2 separate regions of the Zea mays genome follow, and region 1 is linked to region 2. A link is a contact called in public Hi-C data. All regions are on one chromosome and are shown on one strand. Each heading gives the region's core, a stretch centred on a gene start, on an enhancer-like site or on the middle of the called end of the contact. The rest is flanking DNA. Distances are from core to core; before and after follow the strand shown. Region 1 holds the start of LOC103634306 (fringe-related protein). Region 2 holds the start of LOC100279315.

Region 1 (7,417 bases), core at 4,194-6,693, 350 kb after region 2:
CTTTGCTTCGATCCACTTAGAAAAATATTCTACCGCCACCACGACATATATCAAGTTGCCCTGCGCTGGTGGAAGTGGACCCAGCAGATCCAGGCCCCATCTTTGCAACGACCAGGTTAGTTGTATTAGCTGAGTCAATGATGAGGGTTGCTTCTGATCTCTTGCACATTTTTGGCAATTTTCGCACTTTTGAACCAAATCTGGTGCGTCCGAAGCTGCCTTCGGCTAATAGAATCCTTGTCGGAAAACCTTTCCCAGAAGAGGTCTGGACCCAATGTGGGATCCACACAATCCTGCATGTATCTCCTTCATCAGTTCTATACCTTTGGTTCTGGATAAGCATTTGAGAAGTGGGGAACAAACTCCACGTTTATATAATTCCCCTTCTATTATGACATATGGCCTTGTTCTTGCTTCCATTCTTTTGTTATAAACCTCATCATCCGAGAGAAAGTTACCCTGGAGGAAAGATATAATCTCAGTCCTCCAATCTTCACTATGGACAGAAGATATTGTGAGCACTGCTCTTTCGAGGAGTTCAACCGAAGGTGTCTTATTGTTTCAAAAAATACTTCCGAAGGTAGAGGAAGCCCCTGTGCCGCTGACTTGGCTAGCAGATCAGCATGCTCATTTTCCCCTCTTGGAATATTCTTAACAGAAAATCCTTCGAAAGAAGCTTCAAGCCTTCGAACTGTGTCCAGATATTTCTCAAGCTTCGGATCTCTTACCTTGCAACTCTTGTCAACATGACCAGAAATAACTTGAGAGTCTGTTTTAAGGACTGCCCTTCTTATTCCCATTGCCTTTAACTTTCGAAGCCCCAAAAGTAAAGCTTCGTATTCAGCAATATTATTGGTACAACTGAAGTCAAGCCTTGCTGCATAGCATGTTCTGACTTTGGAAGGTGCAACTAGGACAGCAGCCGCACCTGCACCGAAGGTTCCCCAGGAACCGTTGCAGAACATTGTCCAAGCTTCAGCATCTTTATTTGCTTCTTCTTCCTAAGCCCCTGGCGTCCAATCAGCAATGAAGTCTGCTAACGCCTGGGACTAAATTGAGGATCTATGCACATAGTCAATACTGAATTCATTAAGCTCCGCAGCCCACTTTCCAATCCTTCCAGTAGCTTCTCTGTTCCTCATAATATCCTTCAGAGGCTATGATGAAGGAACAATTACGTGGTATGCTTGAAAATAATGCCGAAGCTTCCTGGAGGCCATTAACACAGCATACAACACCTTCTCCAATTTTGTATAGATTTTCTTTGATAAACTTAGAACTTCGGAGACAAAGTATACTAGGGCTTGCTTTTTTATTTGTCCTTCAAGCTTCTCCTGTACAAGCGCCGCACTCACTGCAGAGTGCGAAGCTGCCACATACAATAGTAATGGAGCCCCTGGCGCAGGTGGAGTTAATGTTGTTAGATCAATCAAGTATTGCTTCAGCTCTTCGAAGGCTTTCTGTTGAGCTGGGCCCTATTGAAAAACTTCGGCTGACTTTAGTATTTTAAAGAATAGCAAGTTTCTTTCTGCTGATCTAGATATGAATCTATTCAATGATGTCAGTCTTCCTATCAGCCATTGGGCCCCCTTTTTGTGCTTGGCGGTTCCATCCGAAGGATAGCTTCGATCTTGCTTAGGTTAGCTTCAATCCCCTTCGTTGAAACTAGACATCCAAGGAACTTACCCTTCTTCACTCTAAAGACACATTTTTCTAGATTTAATTTCAGGACAGCTTGCCTGAAATTAGCAAATGTTTCTTGTAGATCAGTAATGCGATTTTCTTGCTTCGTGCTTTTTACTATGATATCATCAACGTATGTCAGCACATTTCTGCCTATCTAGGAATGAAGGACCTTGGCAATCATTCTGCCGAAGCTTCCTCTAGCATTCTTGAGCCCCTCAGGCATCCAAAGATAGCAATAGGTGCCACTAGGAGTTATGAAGCTAGTCTTCAGCTCATCCTCCTTCTTCATCCATATTTGATGATATCCTGAGTAGCAATCCAGCAGACTCATAAGCTCTGAAGAAGCTGTTGCATCTACAAGAGAGTCTATTCTTGGTAATGGAAATTCGTCCTTTGGACAGGCCTTGTTAAGATCTGTGAAGTCAATACACATTCTCTATTTGCCATTGGCCTTCTTCACCATAACAGTATTGGCTAGCCACTCTGGATATTTTACCTCTCTGATGACACTAGCACTGAGAAGTCTTTTTACTTCATTCCGAGCACCTTCGACTTTATCATCTTCCGAATCCTTTGCTTTTTTGGCCTGAAGGATGGGTCGACATTGAGTGAATGTTCAATGATGTATCTGTTGACACCACAGAGATCATTGGCCGACCAAGAAAAAACATCTTTGTTGTTGAATAAAAACCTTATCAAAGTTTTCTCCTACTCTTCAGATAATTGAGACCCCAGCAGTACCTCCTGCTCTGCTATGTCTTCACATAGAAGCATGGGCTTCGGCTGATCAGCCGAAGCAGCCTTCTCTCTTCTGTACTTGTATTGTTCACAAGCTTCGGCTCTATCTATATTGTGGATCGCTTTTGAGTCTGTCCAATTTCCTTCGGCCTTTCTGGCAGCTTCTTGACTTCCATGAATAGCAACGGGCCCTTGTTCCGAAGGTATCTTCATGCATAGATATGCTGAGTGAAGTATTGCTTCAAAAGCATTGAGTGTTCCTCGGCCAATTATTGCATTGTAGGGGTATTCCATGTCGACAATGTCAAAGACAACCTGTTCAGTCCTTGTGTTATGAACAAAGCCAAAGGTTACTGGCATTGTGATTTTACCGAGTGCCACAATCTGTCTTCCTCCGAAGCCGCATAGAGGATGTGTAGCATCGTAAATCTTGTCTTCTGGCTCTTGCATCTGTCTGAATGCCTTAGCAAATATGATATCCGCTGCACTGCCTGTATCAACCAGGACATTATGAACCAGAAATCCCTTGATGACACAAGATATGACTATAGCATCATTGTGAGGGTAATCTTTGAGCTGGAGGTCCTCCTGGGAGAAGGTGATTGGGATGTGGGACCATTTTGACTTGATGAAGGGTCCCTACACCCCAACATGCTGCACCCTTCTTTGTGCTTCCTTCTTCTGCTTCTTGTTAACCGGCTCTGAACTTGAGCCGCCTATTATCGAGAGCACCAGCTTCGTAGCCAAAGCAACTTCAGCTTGATTGTTGAACGAAGCCATCAGCTCAACAGTGGAAGTGAGTTCACCGGAGGTGGGTGCCAATGTTGGGGACTTGTTCTCAAATGCTATGAGTTAAGAACAAGACAACACAAAAATGTTAAATATTAATGTCCTTCGTCCTTCGAAGCATTATTTCTCTTAGGATATAATGATCTTCAGACGAAGGTTATGAAAAACATACCTTCATAAATATGACATATAAATAGAGGATGAAGCTTATGAAACATAGGAAAACAACATGAACAATTATATGATATCATAATATAAACTTCTATTATTAAATAATCATGAGTATATGAAAGCAATATCAAATTACATTTGTACCTTAAGTTTGACAGAGGACAAAGGTAAGATGTGAAAGCGTGAACAACACGAGGTACTGTTCACCTATTTATAGGCACAGGGCACAGCTTGTGTGAATTTACATTCATGTCCTCTACAAATGATTACAATCATAACACAGGTTATTGTGGGCCGATTAGTCATTTCATTTTTAAGTTGGTGCATCTAGAAATACGCTACGAAGCTCCCTGATTGGCAGCTTCGACATTGTTCCTGTTCTGTCCTTCCAAAGGTGTTTCTTCTCACAGGACCTTCGACGACGAAGTAGACCCCCAACATGAACCACCGTCTTTAGGTTGTACTTGTCCTTATCATCTCACTTGTTTTAAACTCTACCCTATAAAAAGTGCAGTATACATTGCAAAATAATGAATCTATTCGCTGTAACTACTTGCAAACATGTTCAACTTTGGCTGCAAAAACAATTTGCAATACAGTCATAACTGTGAACAGGTGTAACCGCAGCCAAATAATTGCAGTTGATCAGCTTGAATGTTTTCAGGTTCATATGCATGCTCTGTTGGAGACGGCTAAGAGTGTATCTATCTCACATCTCATCCCACCACTATTTCAAACTATATTTTACAACCACGTAAATGTAGTGTTTTATCCGACCATATACATGATTCATTGGCCATAACCTAATACTTTAACCGTCCAAGAAAAAAATCATACTTTAACCTTTCCAATTGAGGGTTGTTTGGTTTTTTAGAGGCAACATCTATTTTGGAGTAAATTTTAGTGAAGATACTTAAACTTGTTGTAAATCAGTGTATTTATAAAACCATTTTTTTGGTCCCTAAACCTTACTAAATGTATCATTTTAGGTTGTTGGGTCAGACAGGTGGACCCTAACCCTTGGGAACGGGTGAAAAATACGATGCTCGACAAAACGTTGGGAGTGGAACTGTAGCGTCGGGAACAGGTGTGAAATGCGACGCTTGACAAAATGTTGGGTGTGGAACTGTAGCGTCGGGACTCGGGAACAAGCGATAAATGCAATGTTCGATAAATGTTGCTTGCGAGCAGCAACGTTCGTCGGGCGGCAACGTGCGGACTGCGGAAGGCGTTCCAGTAATCCAGTGCGGCGGCGTTCGGAACAGCGGAAGGCTGGACTGCTGCCAGAAACATGGCTAGGGCGTGCTTGTGACGTGGGCTATGGCACAAACGTAGCTGGGCCATCACCGCGGCCCATCAGCGCTAGGCGGAAGGCTGATTTAGCCCAAATAAGCGAATACAGTTTTTTTTGTATTTTACAAATACACATGTATTATGCACTTTATATACTCATTTTTTTAACAAAAACTTGGGTATTTATTTGAGTACATATGACACTTTAATAAAGGTTATGACTCTAGTTTTACAATAAGTCGTTTCTGCTAAACGTTTTGCAAGATGGCTTTAGTTCTAAAAAAAGTTGCTTTTTAGGAATAGAGCTGTTTTTTGGGCCCTGCCAAATAGACCCTTAGCTAGTTAAAGTTAGTAGGAAAACATTAGATCGTGATATTCAACTCAAACCGAGCCTTAAGTTAGTCATATGCATAGTTTCATTTTTATATGAAGGGTCACCGTGGATATGTGCTTGCAGCGTAAGTGTAGGTCCAGAAATTGAAAGTTTTGGTTATAATAAGGGAAAATTAAGACTCCATGAAACACCATTAAAGACCCAGTCAACATAGAATACAATCAAAAGATTCAAACCAGAACAAATTACCCCAGGGCCATCATGAGTTGAGCTAAAATTTAGTTAAATACATATTGAAGTGGCACATAGATGCAATGCAAAGTGAAAAATACTATAAATGTTGATAAAAAACATATAGAAGACTAATTGATCTCTAGTTTCAACTTTTTTAAAAGCTAGAGATTGTACAACTAGATCTATTTGGGTGGAAGAAGCTCGAACGAAGCTGAAATTGTTGAAATGAAACCCTCCTAAACAGGTTCTTAACTAAACTGTTCGAAAGTCTGTAGCTAATCTTAACCGTTAACTATTAAGAGGGCCTAGTTCCGCTTTCACGGTCTACTTCCGCTTTCATGAATCCGACCAGCTAGCCCCCACATGCCACCAAAGGTTTCTAATTCGGCCTACAATCTACAAACATATCTGGAAAAGAATAATAGATCCGAGACGATTTTGGACCGGAGCCGGTGGGTGCATCAATGTGTTCAAACTGGAAATCGTTCAAGGCTAGCGCCACATGCCGCATCTGAGGGCGCTGCCTCTGCCCTGACGCAAATCTTCCCAACGAAGCGGATTGTCGACATGCCGGCATCTTCTCTTTCCTTGCACGTCACTAGCATACATCCAAGTTTGCTCAACAGATGCTAGCAACATTTGAACCTGCCGCTCTAGCACCTGATCGGCTATGTTGAATCGTGGATGGTCCATGTGCTCGCCACCTAGGTGAAGGGCCGGAACACTCCGAGAAAGTAGACAGCGAAGGCGCAGGCGCGCAGCGCAGTAGGCTTTCCGATGTCTTCTCCACGGCTGCCGGCCGATTTGGCTAGAGCGGTGCGCCAAACGCGCGCCGGATCCAGCCGGAGGACCGGCCACCGCCAAACACACGAGCCTAATACGGCCTCCGTCACGGCTCACGACTCGCACAAACATGGACGCTGCGGCCTGCGGGTGCGGCGTGCGGGAGGGGTGCAGTTGAGCCCTCGAGACGAGCCTTTATCGGGAGGAGGTTAACGGCTCGGTTATCTCGGGGGGAGATATAACTATCGCGCCACCTGCCTTGCTTTTCAAGCGTTCCGGCCCAACCCTATCAAACCGAGAGTTAAAAAACGCGCGTTTTATTCCGGTCGTGCCACGCCCACGCCGCAGCGTCCTCCCGAGCTAAACGCCACATGCGAGTGATGATAATAAGGAAGGAATTGAAGGAAGCGCCCAAACCACCACAGCACCCACGAGGCCACGACCGCAGTATCGCCGCCGCCGTTTCGTTTCCTTATCGATCGTGCGGCGCGCCGGCGGGATATAGTAGCTCGAGGCGAGAGAGAGAGAGAGAGAGAGCAGCGCTAGCCTTCCGTTCCCATTCGCGCGCGGCCGCCACGATTCCGCCGTTCCCGCAGAACGGTGCTCGGAAGGGGCGCACCGCCAGCAGCCTCTGATCATCCTTCGCGGGGAAGGAACGGCCGGGGGTCTCGAGCCCCTGCCGGCCATTTCGCCCCGCCTCGCGGGATTCCCGCCAAGCCGTTGGTGTAGCGCGTGGAAGGCGGCGATCTCGGGCAGGGCCGGATGCTGCACAAATGGAAGGCCGCGGATGGCGGCGGGTGTGCCGGCGTCGCGGGCGGCGTCGACCAGCGCCGGCGGTGCGTGGCGGCGTCGCTGTCCACGCTGATAGCGGCTACGCTGGCGTTCCTTGCCTACGTCGCCTTCTTCCCCGACGGCGGCGCGCACGGGCTGTACCGGCTGTGGACGTGCCAGGACTGCGCGGGCGATCTGGGCGAGTTTCCCGGCGACGAGGCGGCCGCGGCTGACGGCCCTTCGGCCGCGCGCGCGGCCCGCTCGCCGACGACGCTGTCGCACGTCGCGTTCGGCATCGGCGCGTCGGCGCGGACGTGGGACCAGCGCCGCGGGTACGCGGAGCTGTGGTGGCGCCCCGGCCAGATGCGCGGGCACGTCTGGCTCGAGGAGCAGCCCGCGAGCCCGTGGCCCGCGGCGACGTGCCCGCCGTACCGCGTCTCGGCGGACGCGTCCCGGTTCGGGGACCGCGCGCCGGCGTCGCGGATGGCCCGGATCGTGGTGGACTCGTTCCTGGCCGTCGCGGGGGAGCTCGGGAACGGCACGGCCCGCGAGGAGGCGCGGTGGTTCGTGATGGGCGACGACGACACCGTCTTCTTCCCGGACAACCTGGTGGCGGTG
Region 2 (7,119 bases), core at 3,034-5,533:
TTTCTCATTTTAACCCAATGGCCGATGGTTTAGGAACCAACGTAGTCTTGCTGTCACTTTGTGCGTCATCCTAGGAAATTTCGTGCCGTATAGGTCAATGCAGAAAAAAAAACAAACAAATCAGTGTGAATCCAGAGAGAGAGAGAGAGAGAGAGAGAGAGAGAGATTTCGGTGACTAGTGGAAGAAAAAGAAGAAGAAACCAGTGCCAAATCAGTCAACTGCAAGGCCTACTTCGCATACCTGTTGTTAGGTTCAGGGAAGACCAAAGAGCCTATACCATTCTACCAGCAGAGACGTAGACCTCCAACTGCTATTTCTCCACCAGTCACCAGCTGAGGTAGTACACGGTAAACTACTTCATCAGAAGCTTCGCCACGCGGTTGGCGGTTGCTCTCTTTCTCCGTCTCCCCAGCAGCATCGGGCTGACCAGAACTCAGTAAAACTAAACCGGGGAATGGTCGCCTTTTTTTTTCCTTGGCAACCAAGGACCGATACCCTTTTTGCCGAAACTGGTACCGTCGCAAAGTCGCACGGCGGATTTTCCTAACGCGGCCGTGATTATAATTATAATGGCATCGCAGTGACCGGCCCGCCTTTTTCTCTCTATAAACGACCGACCGACCGGCCGACCATTTCCAATAATTTCGGTGGAGTCAGGAGCCTCGCCACTCGATGGCAGATGGGAGCACGAAGAAATGAATCGCCGTCTCCCCCCACGACGTTCCTTTATTTCCTTCCTTTCCAGCACGCGTCGCCCTCGGCACAAATTTCCGCCGCAGACTGTGCAGGTGCAGCTAGTATGGTTCACAAATTCACCTGGTTAACGAAATATCCAGCTGGGTATAGGACGCCGGACGGGACACCCCGGTTTGGACTTATTGGAAGCCTCCCTCGGCATCCCAATGTCACGCGCATCCTCTCTGTCGCTGCTGGCTGCTGCTAGACTCCGTAGCCATCTTCCTCCTTCCGAGCTCGCACCGGCGCGGCGCATTAGAGTTAGAGAAGGGGTCGACGCGGACGGCCTCGCTTTACAGCTCGAAAGCGCCGGGCACGCCCACGCGTGTTTTCTACCGCCGCAGTGACAGTTAGGCGGCGCGCTTTATTCTGCGCACCCACCGAGCCAAGCGACCAGACCCGCCGGACCCGATGATTGGGCCGCCGAGCCGATCCGGTTGGTTGTGCCGTGTGCGCGCCAGGACAGTGCTCCGCGCCTCCGCTACGCTGACATCTCTTCGGCACCCGATGTGGACGGACACCTGACCTCCCTCGCTGGAGCTCCAGCCCAACGCATCTTGTGCGTGCGTGCGTCGTTAGGTGGCCCTGTGCCGCTGTGTCGAGCTGAGCTACTCGCTCGCCGTTGCAGTCGCGATGGTAACATGCCAAACAGGAAACGCCGTCGCCGACACTCACCTCACGGGCAGGGCACGCCCCCTGTCCTCTTTTTTTCGGCCAGAACGATTCTGTCCAGGCGTAGAGACTAGAGACGTGCTAGAGTCGCTCCAGAATTCAACTTTGTTTCCGTTTTGTTTGTTTGGTTTTTTTTTATTTTTATTTCGTTTGACCTGTGTACGCCGGCTGGATCATACCCGTTCTGTCATCATCTGCCAAACTCCCTGTACCCCTTCCTTCGTACCAGTTGCTTTTGACTTTGCATTTCGCTGGGCTGGGCCACAAATGAAAAAAAAAACCTAGAGTCTCGTCTGTACGTCTATTGGTCCTCGGCGCCTTTGAATCAATCAATGAATGGATTGTCGGTAACGTGCGAAGCTGCCAACATTTCCACGCCGATGTGACCACCGGAACCACCACCACTCCTCCTCGAACTTGTTCGGCTGCGTCCAGATTGATGAGATTAAATTTTATTCTACTCAATTTTGACTAAAGAGAGATTTATTGTGTGTTTGATTCGTGGCTAACCGTGTCACACTTTACCTAAGGTTAGTAGTTCGAATTAAAAAACTAACTTTAGACGAAAAAGTCACATAAAATATGGCAAGTTAGGTAACGAATTAAACAGATCCTTAATCCACTTTGATCTAGTCGTAACCGAACAATTTCTAATAGGCGCACGTACACTGAACAGTGAGCGTGTCGTCCGTTGCCGCCGGGGTGGTGAAGGCGTCGGCGTCCGAGGAGTCCGGCGATGTCGGGCCCTGACGTGACATGAGCGGGCAGTGCGTCGTCGTTGCCGTTTTAGTTGTAGTAGGCTAGTAGCACGGAAAGGCGCATCAGCGCATGCATGCTGCTGCTGCTCGGCGGATTCCAGATCCCGGTGCCTGGTTGTTGGGGGATAAATACCACGTCGAGCGAAGCAAGAATATAATGGTGTTCCCGTCGCTGTGGCAACGGCAAGCGCGCGGTGTGGATCCATGCCACCAGCAAAACCCGGCTCACCAGTCGTGGGCTCGTGGCCATCGCGCCGGTAAACCCGGGAAGGGACATCGCTGATCAGCACTCACTCCGTGCCCGTAGGATCTGCCCAATAATAAAAAGCTACCGAATCAGCCGTCTTGAGTCGCTAGCTATTACTATCCGATATAAGTACGCAGTGGTGCGTCTAGATCGTGTTAATCATGAGCTGATTTTTTCCCGCGATTCTAGTATTGATCTGCGGTTTCGTGGCTTGATTGGGGTGTAGTACTCGCTGCAGCGGGATCGTATCGAATCGTAGATAAACAGGAGTAATCGATGAGGAGGAGGAGGAATATCGGGGGCACGATTGATCCCTGGATCTCCCACGCCGATCGAGCCGGAGCCGGACACCTGTAGCCTGTAGAGCGCGCGCGGTCTCGGTGTCGGTCTCAACAATGATTGCGACAGAGTGGTGGTGGTGGAGGCCATGCATGGCCGTTAGCTGCTAGCAGTGGCACAGCAACAATAAGCCAACAACAACAACCTGGTTGGCACGTCGGAGGAAGCCCGCGGACGACAGGATCAAATCAATCCCCAACCCCACGAACGCGAATACAATAAGCGCGGCACGCACCGTGCGGTGATCGATGCGGCCGACGCAAACGTACACCACCAGCGTAGCTAGCGCCAACACCCCGGGGCCGATCGAGCTGCGGCTGCCCCCACCGGCGCCGGAAGGCCGTCCGTCCGTCCGTCCGGCTGACCCAACCACCGGGCAGATCGAGAGAGCACCCATGCATTGCAGTCTTTGCAGACCGGCCGGTGAAAACTGCGTCACGTCCACCTGTCATCCGGACTGGCGGCGGCCTAGCTATAGCTAGCAATCGAGCGCCGATCATTGCGGCACCTAACACGGGCCCCCCATAGCGATTCGGGTGCACGAGCGAGGCAACGTCAACAGTCCATTGCTAGTCACCCCTCCAAATCCTCCGCGGCTAGTAGCAGCAGTAGTGGTACCACTCACGTAGGCCGCGCACCGGTTATGGAAAGGGACTCGCGTGGCCGTACGTGGGGGCAGCGGGGTTTTGAATGATCGCGTGATCGTACGCCGCAGTGGCCAGTGGGGGCCGGAACATACGATACGAACTGGGATGGGGACTTGGGAGTAAGAGTAAACCAAAACGGAGTTGGTGGGTGTGTGTCTCGGCTTCTTCCGTTCTTGGCGAGTCTCTAAACTGAGTTCAGACCGACCTAGTACGTGGAGGACAGGCGAATCTAGCCCTTGAGTTCTTGACCAACAGCCAAAACCTACCAGTTACTCCGTATTACGTACCAGTAATCTACTCCCTCCTTTTCCAGTAATCTACTCTCTTAAAACACCTTACAATTCAGAACCTAGGTAGAACCGAAGAAGAAGAAGAAGGATGCAAGTCCAAAACAAACCATCGCTGTTACACTCAGACCAAGCAAGCGTCGATGTTTCTTTCTTATTCTTCAAAAAAAAGGCGTATTGGTACTTCGCCAACTATCCCACGATATCATGCATGCTGCTAGAGGGTCCACAGAAACTCCCATGCGCGCTCTCGGAAACGGAGTGGATATATGGGAACAGACGAGCAGTAGCACTACACAGACAGCACACACCAAAAGGTCTGGGGCTCGCAAAAGGGCAACGTGCAGTCGTATGTCCACACGCGCGACGAAATCTGGACCAAGATAGTTTTTTTTTTCTCAAATTTTTTAACAGGTGTAGCAGCAGTACCAGTACGTGAGCGTGCGGCCACGACCAAACCTGTCGCGAAATCAAGGAAGGGCCCCACCTGCCAGCTGCTCGCACGACTCGTCAAAACCGGTACAAGTCCACCGAGAGAGGCCCAGTACTGGGAGTGGGAGGGGGAGGCACAGGCACCATAACGCGCGCTTCAGTTCCGGAGGCCTCACCGCCTCACGCAGGCACGCACATCACACAACGCCAGCGAGAAAGAGCTCTCGTCCGCACCACGGCGCAACCAACGGGGAGAAGAGGAAGGCAGTGAGCTGTCCCGCGCGTGCGCGCCCCGCCTCCCGCCCGCCCGTCTGATGAGGAAGCTCTGCCCGAACCTCGAGCGCGACGACGCGCTGGACACGGTGCTGGAGGTGCCCATCCCCGAGGAGATGTTCTCCGGCGGCGGCGGCTCCCGCGGCTCCACCAGGTTCGGCTGCACCAACGTCAAGGCTTGGATGCGGTCGCACGCCGCCGACCGGTCCGGCGCGGGCGAGCCGTGCTCCATGACCCGCGGGGAGCTGCAGCTCATGCTGGGCGTCATCGGCGCGCCGCTCATCCCGCTGCCCGTCTACCACGCCAACCAGTCGCCCTGCTCCGTCCTCTGCGAGCAGCTCAAGGCCGATCCCATCGTACGTACGACGACAGAACGATCGAACCCGCATTTTTCTCGGTCTCGTCGTTTTACTGATCGGCTGATGATTAATCCATCCGTCTCTGTGTGTGCGCTCGTACGTGCTGATCCCAGGAGTCGTCCTCCGCCAAGTACATCGTGCAGCAGTACATAGCGGCGTCGGGCGGGGAGTGGGCGCTGAACAAGGTTAAGAGCATGTACGCGATGGGCAAGGTGCGGATGACGGCCGCGGAGCTCAACAGCAGCGACGCCGACGGCCACGGCGGAAGCACCGGAAACGGGCACCACCGCGGCGGGAAGAAGGGCAGCAAGGGAGGGGGCGGCGGCGGCGAGATCGGCGGGTTCGTGCTGTGGCAGAAGAAGCCGGAGCTGTGGTGCCTGGAGCTCGTCGTGTCCGGCTGCAAGATCAGCGCCGGCAGCGACGGCAAGGTGGCGTGGCGCCAGACGCCGTGGCACCAGTCGCACGCATCCCGCGGTCCCCCGCGCCCGCTCCGCCGTTCGCTCCAGGTGCGTAGCGTACGCCCCGCCTCCGCGGCCGCGCGGTTTCGTGTACGTTTTCCCAGCTAGGTGTGGTCTCGAGTGCTTTCCATACGCGTACGCACGCACGCACGCACGCATGCCGTCATCGCCACCTAGGACTTGTCGAATGTACGGTCGCGTAGCATTGCTAGAAACGTACTGCGTACTCATTTCGAACCCCACCCCCGTAAAGTTTGTTCAAACTCGCGGTCAGATGAGCCGATCTGAATCTGATGTTGTTGCTATTGCACGTTGGCCCGGCCCGGACGTACTGGTACTGGGCAGAGCAACCCCATTTGCTAGAGGCCAGAGCTGCTGGACATTGCAACGGACAATGATGCCGCAGCACGTAGCATGTACACGTCTGCTCCAGTCCCAGTGACAGCACAAGCTCATCATCGCATAGACAGACAGATGCCTGTTGTGTCAGGGCATGTCGATCTCCGCTTGCATATACTGTCGGCAGGACAGAGCAGGCAAATCGAACGTCCACGCGGAGCAGAGGGTATCATGATTCATGAGGGCAGCGGTGTCGTGGGATAAGGCCGAGCGGTTTCGCTCATCGGGAGATTTAGGCGCCGGTCACTCAGTACACGCAGACTCGGAGGCTCACCATCAATGGCCGTGGCAACATCATGTCGCCGCCCGGGAGCGGGAGGGGTCTCAGGGTCTGTAATTAGCGCAACAGCAGGCAGCAGCTGCGCGGAGGATACACACGCGTAGGCGCTTAGCGCGGGGCAGCGTGCGTGATTAGGGGTCGGCCCCAGCCGGCCGGCCGGCCGTGGTCCTTGGCACCCCCAACGTGCGGCCATGTGCGCGGGCACATCACGTGGACCTGGGCCTAGTGAAATGAGACCCTCGCGCGCCACATCGATCGGTTGGTGGCGCGCGGCAGCCGGTCCACCCGACTCTCTCCGCTAATCGCGCTGCACCAACCTGATGGCAATAAGCAGCAACGTACGGGCCGACCGACAGTATAATCTCGTTCCTCCGCCACCATTTGACCATCGAATCGACTAATACTTACTTGATTGCGTACCCGACACTACTCGCGTTTACTAATGCTGCTCCGTGTGTACATTGCATTCGCAGTCGCACACATGTCACGAGTTTTCTTTTTTCTTTTACTACCTCGATCGAATGGACCGCAACGGCACGCTGACTTCACATGGCATTAATTGACATGCAGGGCCTCGATCCGCAGCTGACCGCGAGCCTGTTCGCGGACTCGGTGTGCATCGGCGAGCGGAGCATCGACGGCGAGGACTGCTTCGTGCTCAAGGTGGAGGCGGAGGCGTCCAGCCTGCGCGCGCGCAACAGCAGCAGCGTCGAGATCATCCGGCACACGGTGTGGGGCTACTTCAGCCAGCGCACGGGCCTGCTGGTGCAGCTGGAGGACTCGCACCTGCTGCAGATCAGGTCCAGCGGCGGCGGCGCCGGAGGGAGCGTCTTCTGGGAGACCACCATGGAGTCCCGCCTCGGCGACTACCGCGCCGTCGACGGCGTCAACATCGCCCACGCCGGCCGCACCGCCGTCTCGCTCGTCAGGTTCGGCGACTGCCAGGACGGCAACACCAGGACGCGCATGGAGGAGGAGTGGAACATCGAGGAGGTGGACTTCAACATCTGGGGCCTCTCCATGGACTGCTTCCTGCCGCCCAGCGACCTCAGGGAGGGCAAGGAGAGCCAGGACGTCGCCGTCGTCAAGGCCGACGCGCGCCCGCCGCCGCTGAGGATACCGGCGGTCACCGTGCGCGTCGGGCCCTCGCAGGTGGCTGCCGTCAACATGGACGACTCGGACTCGCTCGTCGCGAGGTCATGACTACTCGTCACGTACCGTACGTACGTACG

The links. Hi-C and Micro-C count contacts between places; a contact is called where the count stands out from the background.
Region 1: a Hi-C map of endosperm shows a contact between it and region 2, with 2.2 times the contacts expected there. The contact joins the promoter of LOC103634306 here to the promoter of LOC100279315 in region 2. A contact is called at or near these places in 2 of 25 Hi-C or Micro-C datasets (endosperm and leaf).

The regions. Positions count from the first base shown.
Region 1 is chr1:39,158,453-39,165,869 of Zm-B73-REFERENCE-NAM-5.0, forward strand. LOC103634306 (fringe-related protein) reads left to right here and starts at 5,444. Exons shown (of 3, transcript XM_008655863.3): 1 at 5,444-7,417. The coding sequence starts at 6,791.
Region 2 is chr1:38,809,396-38,816,514 of Zm-B73-REFERENCE-NAM-5.0, forward strand. LOC100279315 reads left to right here and starts at 4,284. Exons shown (of 3, transcript NM_001152336.1): 1 at 4,284-4,747; 2 at 4,864-5,256; 3 at 6,458-7,119. The coding sequence starts at 4,433. The coding sequence ends at 7,090.